Regions from separate parts of the Lactuca sativa genome. Here region 1 is linked to region 2. A link is a contact called in public Hi-C data. All regions are on one chromosome and are shown on one strand. The core of a region is the stretch at or near the end of the contact, and the rest is flanking DNA. Distances in the headings are between cores, read along the strand shown. Region 1 holds the start of LOC111893046 (ABC transporter B family member 1). Region 2 holds the start of LOC111893021 (probable CoA ligase CCL7).

The links. A called contact is a pair of places that touch in the nucleus more often than the background predicts.
Region 1: a Hi-C map of leaf shows a contact between it and region 2, with 10 times the contacts expected there. The contact joins the promoter of LOC111893046 here to the promoter of LOC111893021 in region 2. A contact is called at or near these places in 2 of 4 Hi-C or Micro-C datasets (both in leaf).

What each region holds. Positions count from the first base shown.
Region 1 is chr1:65,251,308-65,254,670 of Lsat_Salinas_v11, reverse strand. LOC111893046 (ABC transporter B family member 1) reads right to left here and starts at 1,263. Exons shown (of 8, transcript XM_023889117.3): 1 at 796-1,263; 2 at 663-717; 3 at 386-561; 4 at 99-299. The coding sequence starts at 1,173.
Region 2 is chr1:64,991,125-64,994,232 of Lsat_Salinas_v11, reverse strand. It overlaps LOC111893021 (probable CoA ligase CCL7), which reads left to right and starts at 1,351. Exons shown (of 5, transcript XM_023889094.3): 1 at 1,351-2,415; 2 at 2,498-2,687; 3 at 2,776-2,921; 4 at 3,012-3,079. The coding sequence starts at 1,429.

The sequences.
Region 1 (3,363 bases), core at 14-2,513, 260 kb before region 2:
CATGAAAAAAAACAAAAAAAAAAAGAGAAATTACTACTTTCTTGAATTCATTTTATGGATTTAAGGGAATTATATTTATATAAAAGTATAAAACACACCTGCTCAGCAATATTTCCAGCTTCCGAAAGAGCTTCTTGACTCTTAGAAGACAGTTTCGCTAATGTAATTGTATGAATAGCTCCAATTATCGCAATTAAAGGCACCACTGCAAGTGTCACAAGCGCCAATTGCCAAACTGCTGTGAATCCCACCACAAATCCAGATACAAATGTCGCCATATAGTGTATAAAATTCCCTAGCTGCACGCACACACACACATACACACAAACAAACACAGAGTTAATAATCTCATATGTATGAGTCAAAAAGATTTGATCTTTTTCACCTTTTCACTAATGGCGTCTTGAACCATAACAGCATCAGTATTGATCGCATATACAACATCTGAAGTTCTGACTTCAGTGTCAAAGAACTGAATATCTTGACTCAGTGCTGCTTCAAGATATTTGATCCTCATTTTTGTTGATTGTCTCTCTCCTGTCCACATCCAACATGATATCTCTGCAAATAAATAATAAAACCCATGTCAAATTTCAAATCTTTTTCAAGAATAATTGATATTGATCCCTAAAAGGTGAAGAATTTAGAACAAACAAGCATACCTGCCCATGAAGATGCCCAAATTGCAGCTCCAACTATAAGAAAGTAAAATGCGTACTGCAAGAATTTGAAAAGAAATGAAAAAGATGAAATTTTGATGGTGAAAAAATTGGATTTGGAGAAAAAGAAAGTTACCCTTAACACTTCATCAGTCATTTTATCAATGTTGTTGACATTGGAGCCAAATGAATTGACAAGATCAGCAAAGAATCTGAGGAAAATAGGTAACGAACAACCATGAACAAAGGCACCAATTGTTCCAATACCCATTAACACATAGTCTAATCTATCTGCGAATCTAAATAACTCTCCAAATCCTACTGAAACACCCTTATCTTTCTCTGCATTTTTACTATTCTCTCCTTCCATTTCCATGGTTTCTTTGTTTTGAGAAGAAGAAGAACCCAAGGGTGGGCTTGGGTTTTCAGAGACAAGTTCAAGACTTTGCATTTCGAACCATTCCAACTGCTCTCTCCTTCTCTTTATCTTCTCCTCAGATGCTTCTGATCGCATTTTTTTAATAATGTTTTTATTTATTTATCACTTTCTCTCTCTTTCTCTTTCTCCTTCACTTTCTCTTTTGTCTGTATAACTTTTTCTTTCTCTAACATTAAAGACTTTGAAGCTCTCTTTTATACTGTATCACTTTTCTTTTCTCAATTTAATTTTAAAAGGTAAAAAAGAAAAGTCCCGAGTAATTATATGAACAAAGATTCTTTTGTTCACACCTCATAGAGTCTACATTCAAGTGTATAAAAGAAAACAGATTATATACGAAACAATATTTCTTTCAAGAAACAAGTTATGGTATAACTATAATACGCAAAATATATAGTAACAGACTTTAAATTTCTTTCACTAAAAATCCTTCAATAAATTTTTATTGAGTAAACCATTAATTACATTCAATAAATTACCTTCAAATTATATAGTAACAGCTTTTAAGTTTCTTTCAATAATATCTTTGTATTAATTTATTTGAGTAAACCATAATTTTCTTTCAAATTATACTGCAACAGCCTTTAAAGTTAATTCAATAAATAAGTTTTGGTACCTATAATACGCAAATTATATAATAACAGCCTTTAAATTTCTTTCCGTGAATGTCTTTAAATAAAAATTTATTTGAGTAAACCATAAATTTCTTTCAAGTTAAATACTAACAACCTTTACATAGTAACAACCTTTAAATTTCCTTCAACATTTTTTTTCAATAAATAAGTTTTGAAAAAAAATGGTAAACCATATCATCTGAAGCGACCCATGTCAACCGCCCCAAGGCCGAAGTCAGTATAGAACACTAATAATATTTTGGATGTGCCAAAGTTTGAACTCTGGATCTGTTTGGAATTTCATTCCTCAACTAGTAGGCTCCAGTTATGTTACAAGAATACATATTTGAAAATATCTAGTATTGTTATTTAACTTCAATCTCGTTAACGTTACCTAAGGAGTTGATAGTTAGCACCATTGGTACATCCCTCTTGACATAGTCTAAGTAACTAGTAACTGGGCGGTGCAACACGAGAACTTTCCAAGGGTTTATCACTATCTGAGTGGTCCACGTTAACCCACCCCAAGACCTAAGCTTTGCTAACTATAATATACAACTTCAAGTCCAATTAGCAATAGCCTTTTAATTGAAGTCACATATTTCTCAATCAAACATCCAAATCATGGTTTTGTGGTCTACTTAGAGAAAAACCAATGGTTGTATTCTTTTTTTTGAGTTTTGTTTGTTAACAAAATATAGTCAAAGAGAGATGAGTGAAATGAGAGAGGGAGTGACATAGAGATAGGTGAAAAGACCAAAATGCCCTCATGTGCATGGCATATGATGAGTCTTAAATGAAATATAATAACGGTGTCAAGAGGGAGGGACCAAAGGTGCTAGTTTAGGTTGTAATAGGTACTATGTCTACAATATTGACGATAGTTTAACCAAAGGTGTTATGAATACCAAACATCTGGACTAAACATGTAATTTAGTCTTTGATATTATTAATCATGAAATCTAAAATTATCAAGAGAAAGCTTAAACTTTGTAAATGGTTTCATTATGATATATACATAATATGAAGCAAACTAATTATCATCTTATATATTTAATTAGGGTCAGGTAGGGGTGTGTATGAGTCAGTTTTGGTTGGTTTTAAGGTGAAACCGGACCCAAATCAATAATTTCGATTTTTGGGTTTTGAAACCCACTAGGTTCAGTTTTTGAATGGGTTTGGTTATTGGGTTTATGGGTCACTTTCTTTGGTTGCGAGTTCAACCCATTGGTTGATTAGCTTTGGGTTTCAACCCATTTTCCAATAATTATAATAAGATGAAACAAATGCAGTGTATCATCGTCTTCCTTACATCAAGACCCGAGAGCCTTTATCTTTCTTACGTCTTATTCACGGATCAGTTTTAAACCTAAAACCGAACCCAAATCGAATTTTTTGGTTTTGAAAAATCTAAACCCAAAACCGTTCAGTTTCGGTTTTATCAGTTTTTGTCGGTTTTTTGGTTTTGGGTTTCGGTTTTGCTCAACCCTAGGGTTAGGATCAAAATGGCTGCCAACTTTGTTATATTACATTTAAATGCATTTTAATGCAAATCCCATGTTTATCTTGGTGATTTTGAAGGGAAATGCAGTAAAGTAATTAATGTAAACGAGTTTTTCAAAGAAAATAAAATTTTTTAGTTTTTGAAAAA
Region 2 (3,108 bases), core at 102-2,601:
ATTAAGATATGTACAAACATCATCATCACCAACATACTTGTAATTCTCGGGATCCACATATTGAATAGGTGAATAACTAACATTAACATTTTCAGCAACACTGTGAAACTGAGGTACACTAGGAGTATTGAAAGTACCTATCGGATCGTTGCTCCCTTTAAAACTGCATAAATTACCAACAAGTTCGTTTCCAATTTCACCGCCCCCATTAACCTCCTCAACTTCATCAACCACCACAAACACTTTCACAGCCCTTCCTCCACTACATTTGATTACGTTTATCAACATTCTAACATCCACGTCTTCAACTATAGCTATATAATAATTTAATTTAGGATGGTGGAAACGAAGACTAATTCTATATTTGTCTAACAAACCAATTTTGCTTCTTACCATAGATACAAAATCACTATAACTAATATACTCAGAAAATATCAAAGCAAATTCAGAAATACCTCCCTGTGGACATATGTATTCCAGATTAGTTCCATTAACTTGCCATCTCCCACCGGTTACAAGACAAACCAAATATTCAATCATTTTTTGAGCAAATTGTAGAGATAGAGAGTATTTCACAAACCAAATAACAACCAAAATGATATTTTTTCTACAAAAATTTTTATATAGCAAAGCCCATTTCGTAGTCAAACCAATTCATTTCGTAGTCAACCTTAAAAAAAAAAAAAAAAAAAAATCATCATTTCGCAGATAGGATCAGAGGATTTCGCAGATGGGACCTATTCCATCTGCGAAATTACCCCTATTTATACCGAAAAATATTAAAAAAAAAAAAAATTTCTCATCTGCGAATGTACAAGTGCCTGAAGCACAACTGTGCTTCAGGCACTTGTACATTCGCAGATGAGATGCCCATTTCGCAGATGGGGCCTTCTCACCTGCGAAATGGGTGGCTATTTTTGTAATCCCGATTTTTTTTGGTTATTTTTGTAATGCAATTAGTATAATTGGCTATTTTTGTCATTTTCTCATAAAAAAAAACTAAATGTATACATACGTCATAGTTTCTTAGTTATCAAGTCATTAGCCCGCCGTAAAAGCCGCAGCCTCATAGAACTGTACCAATCAAAATAACGTTTTTTGAACAACTAAGATGACTTTAAGAATAAGTCATAAAAAAGTTAAAAATAACCAAATATTTTCATAAAAGATAATGCATAAAAAGTAACCCAAAAGATTTGGTTATTGCGACTATTATTGACGTATATCGATTGAATCGATTATAATCGGATTTTTTAAAAAATATAAAATTCTAAGTTGTCATATGTGAAATTAAAAAGAAAGACTTTTTGTTTCACGACTTTGAATAAAGAAAAACTAAAGACATATTGAAATTTGTAGTCTTGTGAAAACTGTATAAGTTGTTTGTCATATTCCCTTCTTTGTCTTCCTTTCTCTCAGTAAACAACAATGGCGGATCATCAAAACCCCCACTCTCTCTACAATCCTAACACCGGAATCTACACCTCTCCCCGACCACCCGTCCCCCTTCCACAATCACCCACCACCTCCATTGTCGATTTTCTCTTCCGCAACCTCTCTGTTTACTCCGATCGCCCTGCCTTAATCGACCCTAACTCCCATCAAATCTTCACTTTCTACCAGCTCAAACGAAAAATCTCCGATTTCGCAAAGACACTACACTATACTTACAGTATCTCCAAAGGCGATGTCATTCTGATCTTCTCTCCGAACTCCATCCTCTTCCCTGTAGCCTTTCTCGCAGTTACCTCTCTTGGCGCCATCGCCACCACCGCTAACCCGCTATATACAGTTAAAGAACTTGCCCACCAAATCAGCGATTCAAAACCTAAGCTGATTATCACGGTTGACCAGCTGTTCTCCAAGGTCAACGGCTTCAATCTGCCGTTAATTGATCTCGGAAACTTCTCAGATTTAGTAGCGAAATCGAGTAACCATGCCGCTCTGTCTCCCTCCGTTTATCAATCCGATGTCGCCGCGATACTTTACTCTTCCGGTACAACGGGATTGAGCAAAGGAGTGGTGTTGACTCACCGGAGCATAATTGCGACGGCGTTAATGGTGACATCCGATCAGGAATTCTACAAGGAAGGGAGAAGCGTGTTTCTATGCGTGGTCCCGTTGTTTCACATCATGGGATTAATCACCTTCACCTACGCACAGTTGCAGAGAGGGAACGCCACAGTCGTGATGGCGAGGTTTGAGCTGGAGAAGTCTCTGGATGCAATACAGAGATACAAGGTAACACACCTTTACACAGCACCGCCTGTTGTGGTGGCGCTGGTGAAACAGCCGGCGATTGTCAGAAGGTACGACGTCTCATCGTTGCAGGAGATTGGGACCGGTGCAGCACCTTTAAGCAAGGACACCATGGATGAATGCTCCAAAATTTTTCCTCAAGCAAAGATTTTACAGGTACGTTATCCAAAATCCAAAAAACTATCTCCATTTCATCCATTTCAAATACACATATCAAATCTGTTTGGTATTTCGGTAGGGATATGGAATGACAGAAACAGGTGGAATTATATCAATCGAGAATACAAGGGCAGGATTTCTCAATTCAGGTTCATCTGGAGTACTTTGTCCAGGAATGGAATCTAAAATCATTCATATAGAAACTCTAAAACCTCTTCCGCCTAAGCAATTGGGGGAAATATGGGTTCGTGGACCAAATTTGATGAAAGGTAAATCCTTTTGTTCTGGGATTTATGTTTTTTCTACAAGCTTTCAACCCCATGAAACAAGAACACATAAATGGCTATTATTTTACAGAATATTTCCATAACAAAGAAGCCACAGAGCAAACCATGGACAAACAAGGTTGGTTGCATACAGGTGATCTTGGTTATTTTGATGAACAAGGAAGAATATATGTTGTGGATCGATTAAAAGAGCTTATCAAGTATAAAGGGTATCAGGTAATTTCATTAAAGTTCAAAACTTTATCGATTTACAGTTGATATTTTTTTTTGGTTTTTAACTATTTCATCTTTCTTGACACTTGACAGGTGGCACCTGCAGAACTTGAAGGGCTGCTAGTTTCTCACCCTGAAATTATGGATGCTGCAGTTGTTCCGTAAGTAGGATTTTATATAAAAATTTTAA